2 separate regions of the Hordeum vulgare genome follow, and region 2 is linked to region 1. A link is a contact called in public Hi-C data. All regions are on one chromosome and are shown on one strand. Each heading gives the region's core, a stretch centred on a gene start, on an enhancer-like site or on the middle of the called end of the contact. The rest is flanking DNA. Distances are from core to core; before and after follow the strand shown.

Region 1 (7,204 bases), core at 2,491-4,990:
CCAGCCGATCGGTCATATCAATCGGCCTTGCAACCAATTAAGGGATGGATCAATGCGTTGCCAGGCAGCAATACTCCTACTCTCTCCGTTGTGTACCATATATTCTGGTGGCCTTACGGCCATTAATAGGCTGTAACGTAACGTACGTACTACTACGTGCGTACGTGCATGCATGCATGGAGTAGTAATTGCCTGCATACGTACTTGTATTACGTAAGGTGTACGTGTTGGCGAGCGAAGATGCGCTGTGGTGGCGGCCGGTGGTCGATCCATGTACGTACGGTCGGGACATCATGTCCTAAATGCCAATCCCATTTGTGTTTACCCAGTAGTTACTCTGCCGCGTGTTGTTGCCTGCCGTACGTATGGTACGTACGTAGCCAACTCCCGGGCTTTTACATTAGCTGGTAGTATAAGGGTTAATGAAGCAGTTTTACAGCATGGTTAATTACCCGGCCGGCAACGGAGGCTGAGAGTAGCTGGCCTGCCAGATGGAGATAGGATAGCTGCTGGATGAGAGGAATGACCGAACGAAGGCTGTAAGCTATGCATGTGGGAGCGGGATCGATCGACGAGCCATGCATGCATGCACGTTGTACGTACCCCAGCCGGCCGTATGATTCCCAGTGGGGATTACGTACAGTGAGTACTACGTGGACACAGCGATGCACGGGCCGGGCGAGCTAGCAGCAGTGATTGATTGGTAACCTGTCAAATTAGCCATTTATCACTCATTTGGCCGACCGATCTCTCCTTTCACGCAGCGCAGGTTGGCTAGGGCTAGCTCGGACACTTTTTCCTTGGTGCCGTCCGTGCTACTATCAGTTTTTTTTTTCTATATTCGCAAGAGAAATATATATAGCCCTGATTTATTCGCAAGACAGATATCTATTGTTCGACTGGAAACTGGGAGAAGCTGTCGAGTCCACAAAGATAGAGAGTATATCACGTGTAAACCAGGTTTCAATGAAACCGTCGTGGAAACCACATCTGAAAGTTCTAAAATATTCTTGAAAAATACAGTATACTAAGAGGGCCATGTTATATTGCCATGTGAAATTCCAAGTTTAAATACAAAACCATTTAATTTGCAGGCTATAAAAATTATAAGAAATGAATCAATGAAAAAAATAGCGCGCTATATAAAATAGTGCCCCCCCTGAAAATATGTTATTAACGTGCTATATCACGCTATAGCGTGCTATTAGCGAGACATTGTATACAGATGAATTTACCCAGCCAATTCTGTATACGGTATAGCGTGCTATTAGCGGCGGTATAGCGCGTTATTTTTTTTTCATTCATAGTAATGCTTCATGTTCGGCATTATTTAATGCTGATTTTGTTTTCTGTATCACGTAAACGAATTTGCGTTTAAACTTGGACTTTCACATGCTAACAGAACACCACACTCTTGACACATTGTACTGTTCTTATATATTTTTTGAAACTTCAAAATGAAGTTTTTTCACGTGGTTTCCACCAAAACTTGGTTTCCACGTGATATTTTATCTATGACGTGTGGAGGTGGAGATATATCAATCTACTGTGATCTAGCATTTTCTTTAGGGAAAACGTTCTCACTTTTTTTTTCGGGATTTGAGAAAGCGTTCACTCTAATGACACACACTGTGCAGACCCGTAAAGAGATGTAGCTGTGGTTCACATTTGGTGCAAGGCTAGTGGGAAGGCCCAGTACTATAGCAGACTCTCTGAGTTCTTTATTCTATGTCTTTTTATTTTTTTTGGTTTTCACTGTTTGCATCGGTTTCTTTTGTTTGTTTCTTTTTGTTGGGGTTTCTTTGGTTCCATTTGTTTTTTTCTTCCTTTCTAATTTTTATTTATGTTTTCACCACATCTCTACACTTATTCAGAAACATTGACCATTTGCCATATGCATCGGGAACAAATTCTATACGTTATTAGCATATTTTAAAATACATGTTTTTAATATATGTTTAAATGTCTACTTTTTCATATGCATTTCATCTTTTTGGTATACATCAAAGATATTTTACTACACTTTTGACATTTTTGAAATACACTATCAATATTTTGTAAAGACATAACTTTGAACATTTTCCGAATACATGTTGAAGATCCATTCGTGCTCTCGAAACTTGGATTATTTCTTAGCATGGTTTGGCGAAATCAGGAAACTTTTCTATCTTCTTAAGTAATAAAAAAACCACCTGGCTTGGTGGCAACGGCGAAAGGAAATACCTGATCGTATGGAAATCAATACAGCATCACATCAGTCGTCGGTGGTCGATTCCAGGCCCGCCACTACCGCATCTTAATCAAGCTTGAATGTTGTATGTCCAAAATCCACCACCATGGAGAATTGACTCATGTCTTCCATGGGATTAACCATCAACAGGCAGGAATGCCGCACCTCCTATGTGAAACGCCATACCTAGAGTTAGGTCGAGATCCATATGAATGGATGCATTGACCGCCATGTCAAGACTACGATGATGTAGCATTGACGACATCCAAGAGGATGATAGGGGGAAGGGGAAAACCTAGGCTAGGATGTGGGGATGTGGTGAGATGGGCTAGGGTTTGGGTGGAGGAGAGGTGGGCGGTGGGGATGCCTTGCTGAATTAGGTGTGGCATGAAGTTGTCATCCTCAAAATAATATGATTCATGATAGATTTTTATTGATAGATTTTTATTTTGTAAAACTATGTGAACATTATATTAAATTGTATAATCGTTTTTATAAAAGTCACAAACCTGTTTTGATATCCGTGAACATTTTAAAAATGTAATGTACATATTTTCAGTGACATGCAACTTTTCTCGAATTACGCTTACATATTTTACATCGTATACCATTTAAAAAAAATACTTACATTTTTTGAAATGTGTGAACATTTTCTTAAGATATAAAAAATTATATTAAATATGTTTCATAGATTTGCAATACACGGTGAATAGTTTTAAAGATAGATATCTAAAATATATGTTTAGAGTATATGTGTTGATAAAATTTCCGAAAATATTTATAAAAAATAAGTAAAAACTGATGTATGTATAAAGTATTTTAGCTAACTTAATATTTTCATGAGAAATAAAATGGACTACTCAGAGTTGGAGATTTTTATTATTTCAAGAGAAAGTGTTGCTATTTTTTTCCTCCATCCGTTTCTTATGACACTGTAGGGCACAAGGAAAAAAATAGTTTTCCTCGCTATTTTAGTAGGTTACGGTATATTTTTTTACTTAAGTGAACTTTTTAAAATTCATCGATATTGTAGTAATTTATAATGTAAAGATGATATCCAATTTATTGGCTTGTTTGAATATTTATGTAGAATTCATAAAATTATATTATTGAATTCCAAATTTTTTGTCCAAACTAGATTATTGTTTTTGAATTCCGGATACACCATTGCTTCATCTGGTACATACATGATTATGGACTGGCCCATTTAAGGACTGCGATGAGGCGCGCGGGGGGGGGGGGGGGGGGGGGGCGCTCTTTCTCGCTGTAAGGTAGACAAAGCAGCACCCATATGAAGCGAGCATAGTTGCTGCTTCATTTTGCTAGTTTCTGATGGGATAGGTTTGAGTAGGGAAGCAACCTACAATTCTAGCATTATAGTGGACACCAACTTTGCAGGCTAGTAAAGAAAATAATGGTCCCAGTGACGGGCTATGTATAGCGGGCCCGGCCCTACAAAACAGCAAAGCCTAGAGACCTCCTCTACAATGCCTTAAGCACGCCTTAAGTCCCAGGGAGCCAACTGACTCTCCTGTGTGGTTACATGGGTCGCGGCCCAGTCGCAACCGAACGACTCGGTCGCATCATACTCCCTCCGTCCCAAAATAACTGTCTTGACTTTGTACTAGCTCTAATACAAAGTTGTACTAAGTTTAAGACAGTTATTTTGGGACGGAGGGAGTATGTTGGCTTCTTTGTCTAAAAAAACTGTGGGGTACTCGCAGTTTTTCAATTTACTTGTTGATTGCTTGCTGTAAAAAAAATACTCCCTCCGATTCATATTACTTGCCGCTCGAACAGATTTATCTAGAGGTATTTCAATGCTAGATGCATTAATTTGAGCGACAAATAATATGGTTTGAAGGGAGTAGTTGCTGGATCTGCAAGGGCAAGAGGAAAAGACACCCGGTTTTCTGCAGGAAAAAACCATGGATTTAAAAAAGTCATGAACATACACCCCGTTTTTTGAAAAAAAACAGATATTTAAAAAATGTTCACTGAATTTGAAAATGGTCCAGTAATTTTAGGAAGTTTATGAATAGGCAAACAAACTTGAATTTGAAAAGGTTTTAAATTTGGAAAAAGATCGTGAACTTGAAAAAGATAGAGTCAAAAAGCTTATTACTTTGGGAAAAAATTCACGAATTTAATGAAAATAAAGAATTTTAAAAAACTCTTCTATAGTATGGAAAAATTTTAAAAAGCTAGAAAAGGCTTACAAATTTGAGAAAATTTAACAGTTTTTTTAAATGTTTGAATTGCAGAAAAAGTTCTCAAACTTGATACTAGAAAAAGTTACAAATTTGAGAAATATTTGTTAAATTTGAAGAAGTTTGTGTAGTAATAAAACTCTCACGAATTTAAGAAAAGTTTGTGATGAAAACTTACAAATTTCAAAAAATATCCACAAATTTATAAAAAGTCTACAAACCTAGGTAAAAATCATGGATTGGTGAAAAGTTCGTGAATTTGATAAAACAAATATTAAAGAAAAAATGGGGAAAAGGAATTAGAAAACAAAATGAGGAAAATAACTGAACAAAACCTGTGTTGAAAAAACCCAGAGAAAAAACCAACCTAAAAAACTGGGGGATGGCCAAAACTGGTTGGGGAATACAAAATGGCGGGACTGCTTAAGAGAAGTGCACGAGTGAGGGGTGTACTCCCGTACCATTTATACTCTATTTGGCACTATAAGCACCAAATAGGATATGGCCGAAGCCAGTGCTTCGTTTGACCCGTTTTTGGTGGGATGCTTCGTTTAACTAAGCAGCCAGATTTCTCTCTTCAAATTCAAAAAGGGGCTACCAACCGGCAAACCCAATTTCATGCTCCACTCGAATGCATTGTAATCTTGAGCCGGCCCATTACCTGTTTTATATCTTATTCTACGTTTTGCTTTTCATATTCTCCCTTTCTTCTTTCATGTTACTTCCAATATTTTGGTTTTGTTCTATTTTTTTCTTATTTTTTTCCTCCACTTCTATTTTACTCACATGTGTGTGTTTTTTTCCCAAATGTACAACTTAAAAACTATAGACCATTTTTAATCCACAAACATATATATATTTATGTAAGAACATTTAAAAAATAAAAGGTGAATATATTTTTTCATATGTATCAACATTATAATGTTAACGTGTTTTTTTGTTTTCCCCATATAATCTATTCCATTTTTCTAAACTGATTTTACAGTGCTTTCAAATGTATGAAAAATATTACTAAAATTCTGTATGGGTCGGCACAGGGTTGCACACCAATGCTTTTACTCGGAAATTTGATACATTGAGCATAAAATAGGGGTATCTTAGCAAACCTTATTGTTAGCATGTTGTGAAGAATGGGAGCATAACACGTGAAAGTTGTGGCAATGGAACGGCCCATAATGCTGATTTTCTATGTTTGGTTAAAATTGAATTTGTAATTTCCTCCTTTTAGGAATAAATGCTTTTTATTTATGTTACTTTTAACTTTAATTTTTAGTTCATGCTATTTTTTGTGCCTTTTCCTATATTGTTTCATTTAGTGAGGGGAGGGGGGGTGTGCGAACATTTCTTTATAAAGTATATGAAAATAATTTATCTATTTTTCATCAACATATTGTTTTAAAATATATGGCTTTTTAAAATGAACTATTTTAAAAATAACTAGCTATCTACATGAATATTCTAAATAGGAGTTGGACATTCAAAAATCCAGGTCTGCTCTCGGGCTCATGTGCTCTCGGTCAGAAACAAAATCAAAGCAAACATTAAAAAATTCAAACAAACGCAAAAAAATGAGAGTGGCCCTAATAATGGCAAAGGTGATAAGTTGACAGGTAAAGAGAGCTAGTTAAGCAACTAAAAAGATAAACAACACAATACAAAGTACGTGAACACGAGGAGACAAGTAACCACAAGTAGGGATCTAGGGTTAGGGATAACCGCAACTTCGAGAGACAAGGATGTATGCCGATGTTCACTTCCTTGGAGGGAAGCTTCGTCACCGTTTAGAGAGGTTGATGTTACCATGAAGACAAACCAATGACACGAAGGCTCACCCTATTGTCTCCTTGAGACAACACCATGAAGGTGTTTCTCAACCACTAGTAGACCTTGGGGTGGTCTCCCAACCCTCACAAACTTTCCGGGGGTAATCACAATAGTTTGATTCCTCTCCGAAGAACTCCTACCGCCTAGGAGTCTCCAACTGTGGCATCAAACACTGGAAAGTGGAGCTGGCAAGCTCAGTAGTAGGGCATAGGGGAACCACGAATCAGACACCCGGAGAACGTCGGACGTTCGGTGCCACAGTCGTACACAGAGGACCGGGCATCCGTCAATTTGGTGTTTGTGTGGTGGCACCAGATTTTCGATCACATACGGACGTCCGATGACCGGCCATCCGGACAGACCAGAAATCTATTGATTTGATGCTCGTGTGTGGTCATCGGATTTCCGGAGAACACCGGAAGCCCGATTGGATGTTAGGTGACGGACGTCGAGTGGACACCGGTCGTCCGGAGGCAAAATATCATAGTAAAAGATGGAGGCCTAAACTGTGAAGTTTTCGTAGGTTTTGAGCTAGTCTATTGCGAGAGCGAGTGATCCCCTCTTAATAGTGTGGGATCCCTATAGTCAAGAGTAAACCAAAACGAGCTAGAACTATTTGTCTTGTTTCTCCATACTTGAGCATTTTGAATACATTAGCCATGATCCGTGCAATAGTATTTTTGCAACTAAACCTGAGATGTGCTGGACAGAACTGGTTAGTTCCCTAGATGCATGTTGTCAGCAACATCAAAATATGATTATGGTCATGATTGCACTTTCACAGACCTTGTATAAAATCTTGATTCCTCCACGGTATGATCGGAAGCTCGCAAGTGACCTATTTATACCACTATATAGTGTGGCCATAACTTATAATATTAGTCATTGGTTTAATGTGTTCTAAACGCATGTTTCCCCATGATTATCTAATTCTCTAATA
Region 2 (6,670 bases), core at 3,381-5,880, 290 kb before region 1:
GAGGGCGAGACTTTGGTCTTCAGATCCTTCAGATTCTTCATAGTGATCAGCAGATATAAATCCCAAGTAACTGAGAGAATATAGCAATATCTCCCCGGCAACGGCGCCAGAAAAATGCTTGATGTCAACTGTTCTTCCCCTTTGCAACGACACTAGAAGAATGTTGTTGACGCCCACCAGCGCGTGGGATCGTAGCAGATTTCGAGGGTAGAGTATTCGACCCAAATTTGTTGATTCGCACGACGGGAGGTGAGAGAATACTCTCAAGTATTAGCAACTGAATTTATCAGATTCAACCACACCTGAAAGATTAGTATCTGCAAGCAAGGTAGTAATAGCAAAGTAGCGAGCAACGACAGTGTAACGAGCAATAGCAGTGGCAAGGAAAAGCAGTAGTGATAGCAGTAGCAAGTAGCAACATTAGTAAGCGACAATATTGCAACAGTAGCAGCAGAGCAAGACAAGTGACAGTAGTAGCAACAATAGTAGCAGCAGCTGAGCAAGACATGTAACAGCAGTAGCAACAATAGTAACAACAGCAGTAGGACAAACTCGTAGGCAATGGGTCGGTGATTTGTTTGGATGATATTCATCATGCAACAACTATAACACGGAGAGATATGTGGCTAGCTCCCGTTCGTCAATGTGATATAGGCATGCATTCCGTGTGTCGTCATACGTGCTTAGGAAAAGAACTTGCATGACATCTATTGTCCATCCCTCCCGTGGCAGCGGAGTCCAAAAGGAAACTACGGGATATTAAGGTTCTCCTTTTAATAAAGAACCGGGCCAACACATTAGCACTTGGTGAAGACATGAACTCCTCAAACTATGGTCATCACCGGGAGTGGTTCCGGTTATTGTCACTCCAGGGTTGCCGGATCATAACACATAGTAGGTAACTACAACTTGCAAGATCGGATCTAAAACACATATATTGGTGACAACATAATAATTTCATATCTGAAATCATGGCACTCGGGCCCTAGTGACAAGCATTAAGCATGGCAAAGTAGTAGCAACATCAATCTCAGAACATAGTGGATACTAGGGATCAATCCCCATCAAAACTAATTCGATTACATGATAGATCTCATCCTACTCATCACCGCCCAGTGTGCCTACGAATAGATTACTCACGAACGACGAAGAGCTTAATGGAATTGGAGAGGGAAGAAGGTTGATGATGATGATGGCGACGATTTCTCCTCTCCGGAGCCCAAGACGGACTCCAGATCTGCCCTCGAGATGAAGAACAGGTGGTGGCGGCACCTCCGTATCACAAACGTGGCGAAAACTTCTCTTTTTATTTTTTCTAGGACGAAAGGGGACTTATAGACGTGAGGTTGGGGGCGATAGAGCCGTGTGGGCCCCACAAGCCTACCCACCGCCACCAGGGGGGTGGTGGCGGAGCCAGGGCTTGTGGCCCACTGGCCCACCCCCTCAGGTGGAACTTGGCGCAGATATTTTTCTTATTTTCCAAAACTGCTCTTCGTAAATTTTCAGGACGTTTGGAGAACTTTGATTTCTGCACAAAAATAACACCAAGGCAATTCTGCTGAAAACAACGTCAGTCCAGGTTAGTTCCATTCAAATCATGCAAATTAGTGTCCAAAACAAGGGCAAAAGAGTTTGGAAAAGTAGATACGATGGAGACGTATCATTGCTCCGCCCATTCTTGTCGCCTGTCTGGACCCCACCCCCTTGCCCACTCCCCATCCTCTCCCATGGGACGCTCCCCAATCTCTTCCTCGATGGCGTCACTAGCATGTTTCCCCATCCTCTCCCATGGGTACTACCATGTTTTCCCCCTATCTTAGTGGAGAATCCAACATTCATACATTAGTAGATTATGACTTACAATTTTGTAGATGGGTGGATGGAACTCTTGATTTTTGTTCTTATGTGTAGTATATTGTGTGATGTATGTTAGCAAGTATATGTATAGGTTTAAATGTTTAATTGATAATTTTAAAATTTGAGATTTTATATATTTGGATACATAACGATTATCAATTTTACCTCTTGTTTATTTTTTATATGACTACAATATAATATTTTGGTATATTACATAGCTAGGTGCGTGGAATTATGGTATAATACATAAAAAATCTAGATATAAGTTGGCAAGTTTTTATTTAATCTACCGATCAATAGTCGACCGGTTAATCCAGTTAATAGGTCGATTCACCGATTAATCGCTATTCCCAAGCCGGCCGAGCAGCTACCGGTTACCGATTTCTTAATCATTGATCTCACCTACGAGGGGTGAACTTAAGTCTCTCATTGATATCTTTGCTAATGATGTAAGTGACCTCCGCGGTCTCTTCATATAAGACACACTTCGTTCAACAATGCTTGTTATCATCCTCTGCAATTGTTGGAAAAGATGTATTTTAGGATGATGTTGAACTATGGCAAGAAGGCTTTCCTCGTGGACGAGAGTCCTATGTTTGTTTCATCTTATTCTTATAACAGAGATTAAACATTTCATTTCCTTTGTTTTTCCTTCTCTCTATCCCTACAACTCATTCGTATAATTGGTCTTATTTAGTTCAAGCCGCCCTAAAACCCATTGTGACATGTCAAAAGAAACCCTATGTCTAGACATAATCCTCATGCTACGCACAGAACGATCACCCAAACATACGATGGATCTGATTCAAAAACATAATTTTGGAGCTTTTGTGAGAAAATTTAATAGAGGAAGACACAAATGGGGATTAAGGGAGGGAATGCAAAATGATGTTGATGGAAACGTAAAAGTAGATGTGATACTGTGAAGGAAGCTAGTAGAACAAAGCTAAAATCATGTGAAGGCAATGGCAAAGATCTTGAGGATGTTGTATATAGCCCATCACCGTTGCTATGAAGATCTTGATTGTATGAAGCGAAGGGGGATGAAATCAAGTGGCCTAAATATGTTTTTAAAGGTAACAATTTCTTGTTGTTTTCACGTGTAGGAGACGGAAAAAATGTCATCTTCTCCTTATGAAGGGATGATTTGTCGCATGAAAGAGGTCGTTACTTTCTCCACATGTATATGACCAGTAGTAAGTGAAGCGGGATGAAAGGAGGAGTGTAAATCTGTTCTTCGTGGTGACAGTTTGTTTTTGTTTTCACTTGGAGGTAACGGGAATACATGTTATATCCTCTTCGTAAAGGGATGATTAGTCACAGGAAAGAGATCGTTCTTTTCCCCCATCGTATACTTTTTTTAATGGTCATTGGAGGGGAAAGGGTCCTCGCCTGAATATATTTCAAAAATGAGAATTCTTACAAGGATCATGATTATCGTGAGGAGAGGAAGTCACGCCACAGCCCGACATGTTCCTTTAGCATGGCCGTCTTGAGACGGTGAGACTGGATTTTTTTCTTTCTAGAATAGCTTTTACAAAACATCCAGCGTCAATATCCATATTCTGGAAACCATTTTTTTCTGAGTGTCCCAGATTTTACAGAGTATGAGGAGGAGCATAAAAGATTATTGTTTTATTAGATTATGAACAATTGATTTTTTGATCACATGCAATTGGTCAGTACACTTTTCCCACCTTAATACGTGCATTAATACCATGAATCACGTCAAAAGATGCCGAGTGAACGATAAATTCTGTTTTCTTCTCTAGAGATATGGTACACAAGAGAGGACGAAATACGATGAGATCTTGCAACAAAGGATACAAATGCGAGCAATAATAGTACTACCACTATCACTCCGAAATGCATGACATAGTCGCCCCCTAGTAGAATCGGAATCGCCCTCTGTTTTTATAACCGAACAGAAATGTTCAAGCAGCCAAACCAGCAAAGAACAAGATAAGCAAGATATTAAAAACCCGTTTGAACCGGCAATTACGGCCGTCCCATTGGCCGGCCCCTTGTGACCCGAATGGCACCAACGAACCAGCGTTGCCAAAAACATGCCAGGTTTACAGCGCCAGGCAACAAAATCTCCCCACCCCGCAATGCCTCCTCCTACAGTACAGTAGTAGTTTATCTCCCCATCCCCACACTTTTGCTCCGCGCCGCTACCGTCCGCACCGTACGTACGGCCCCCATCCATCCAATCCATCCGCCCGCCCGCCCGCCCCGCAGAAACGGTGTGGAACGGAATGGAATCTGGCCCCCCACGCCGTGACCCGAACCCGAACCCAAGCCCAACACGGGCACGGGCGCGCGCGCGGCCCGCAGTTAAAAAAGGAACGGAACGCGCCGACCCTTTGACGCCGCGCCCGTTATCCCGTGATGCGGCGCGGCCCACCCACAAGTGGCTGGCGTCCCACGGCGCGGGCCCCACGCCAGCCCGCCCTCCCCCGGGGTCAAATCTTGGGGATATTTCCGCCACCGCCACCGACGCGCGGGCCCCGCGCGGCACGTGCCCGTGCCCGCGCTCGCGCTATCTCTCCGCGAGGCGGCATCCAGGTGCGGCGGGACGGGAGGGACGGCCTAACTCGCCGCGGCACGCGAACAGAGAGGGGAGGGGGGGCTGGGTTAGGTGGGGGCCCACCTGGCGGCTCGGCGGGGCCCGCGGGCCCGGTTCGGGTCGCCTAGGGCTGCACGGCGTGGCCCGGCGCGGGGGTGGGTGGGTATAAAGGGGGGGAGGCGCTGCACGGAGAGCTCCCCCATCGCCTCCGGTTTCTCTCCTCTCCTCCGCCCCCCCACCCACCCACCACCACTCCCCTTCTCCGGAGCGGAGGAGAGAGCGGCAGCAGCGCGGCCTCCCCGCGTTGTTGCGTGGCAGCGCTGGGCCTCCGGGTTCGCCTGTAGACTCCGCCCGCTCCCCTCCCGTGCTGGTTCCGCGCCCGACCGCCCCCCGCCGTCAGCCATGGGCGGCCTCGAGGAGATCAGGAACGAGGCCGTCGATCTGGTGAGAACCGCCCCCGCTTCCCCCACCCCTCTCTCTTCCGACGCCCTGTTTCTCGCGGTGATGCTTGGTTCTCGCTCTACGCCATGCTCGTCTCGTACTGCTGTCCCCCGCTGCTTCGATCTCTGGGTAGATAGATGGGGTTGAGACTCGCACGAACTGCGACAGATTAATCTGCTGGCCGTTTTACCTGCTGTTCTTCTTCTCTGTCGGGGAATCTCTGGCAGGGACGAAAGCTTCCGCACGAATTCGTGTAGCTTTAAATTTTTTCTCTCTCAAAAAGTTTAACTGGTTACTTTTTTGGTGAAATGAAAAGGAATTAAAGGATTTCCTTGAAAGCAAACTTTCCATGTGCGGCTGTATCTTCGCCATGTGAGTGCTCAGCGGCTCTTCAATGATGGAGAGGACCAGCTGTCCATGGCCGGCATGTAGCACAGGAACAGCACAGACACCCCATGTTTCTACCTCTGCTTTGCTTCCGCTATGCTGCGGCAGCGTGCATCCCCGAAACGCACAGCGTTCGGCGGAGGAATTTTTGGATCCTTCCCAGCTGTTTCACTCTGCCGTATTTAATACGTAAATCTCCTCCTCCGTGGAACGGGATACGAGCACCGAATCTTAGATCTGCGCGTAATTTCTTCCTTCCAGTTTTTATTTCGTCCACAAATAAATGATTACCAAAAATGAAAAATAAATGGAGATTTTCGAATAGTGGTAGTGGTAGTAGTAGAATTAGTGGGACGGGAGTACGGATTCGGGCTTAAAGTCAAAAGATGGTTAAGCACGGGCCGGACTCCCTGATCATGCGGCGCCGGATTAGTGGCCAACCACCACAAAGCACGGAGAAATCCGTGCCTTCGAGCCGTTGCCTTTTCGTTTTTCTATCTTTGTTGACCGAAGCGCGCACCCCAATCCAGAAGCGGAGCCGTCGCTCGCTCTCGCTTATCCTATTGTTTTTTTCGCCTTCACATGCGCCACGGGTTCTGCATCTTGGCCGCACGCATCTCGAGGCGGCCTTCTGGGAGATGAAAACGTACGCACCCCGGCACGTGGGGCTGTGGGGGAAGTACGCACCCAGCCAGGCACGTACGGCCCAGGACACCCTGTCCTTGGCCGGCTTGAGCCGTCTGATGGAGATCAGACGGCCGTACGGGTCCCAATCATTGGACCCACCCCACCTTCGATGATAGATGCCCGCTTGGACTCTCCCATGTTCGATGTGCCGGCCCCGGATTTGTCTGGTAGAGGCTGACCGATGGGTCCCATGCCATGGAAACTACTGTTCTGTACAACGAGCTGTTTGAATTGTCTGTTCTAGCTGTCGCTGACTGAGTGGGGTCGCACTTCATATCATCGATAGATCTTTTCTCATCAATGGTTTGTTTCCCTTGTGTTTGTGTTTGCAGGAGAACATCCCCATCGAGGAGGTGTTCGAGCAGCTGAAGTGCACGCGCCAGGGGCTCACCTCCGATGAGGGGGCACAGCGTGTTGAAATCTTCGGCCTCAACAAGCTCGAAGAGAAGAAGGTGAGCATCGTTACTTTTGGTTTCTGATGCAAGTTTGGTTCGTGTGTTCTTGCATCGTATTGATTGCTTCCTTGTGGGTCTCGTTTTGCAGGAGAGCAAAGTCCTCAAGTTCCTGGGATTCATGTGGAACCCGCTGTCCTGGGTCATGGAGATGGCCGCCATCATGGCCATTGCACTGGCCAACGGTGGTGGGAAGCCTCCGGATTGGCAGGATTTTGTTGGTATCATCGTTCTTCTGGTCATCAACTCCACCATCTCCTTCATCGAAGAGAACAAT

What was found. Hi-C and Micro-C count contacts between places; a contact is called where the count stands out from the background.
Region 2: a Hi-C map of leaf shows a contact between it and region 1, with 2.6 times the contacts expected there. The contact joins the promoter of LOC123428077 here to the enhancer-like site in region 1. A contact is called at or near these places in 2 of 6 Hi-C or Micro-C datasets (leaf and seedling).

Annotation. Positions count from the first base shown.
Region 1 is chr2H:629,745,742-629,752,945 of MorexV3_pseudomolecules_assembly, reverse strand. No RefSeq gene overlaps it. Among protein-coding and RNA genes, the nearest start is that of LOC123430987, 9.6 kb to the left of the region's middle. Within about 2 kb of position 3,740, at least 3 of the 3 cell types and tissues checked have open chromatin away from gene starts, as enhancers often do. A contact at or near this core is called in leaf and seedling, where this site is marked.
Region 2 is chr2H:630,032,453-630,039,122 of MorexV3_pseudomolecules_assembly, reverse strand. It overlaps LOC123428077 (plasma membrane ATPase), which reads left to right and starts at 4,630. Exons shown (of 15, transcript XM_045112242.1): 1 at 4,630-4,870; 2 at 6,274-6,393; 3 at 6,485-6,670. The coding sequence starts at 4,829.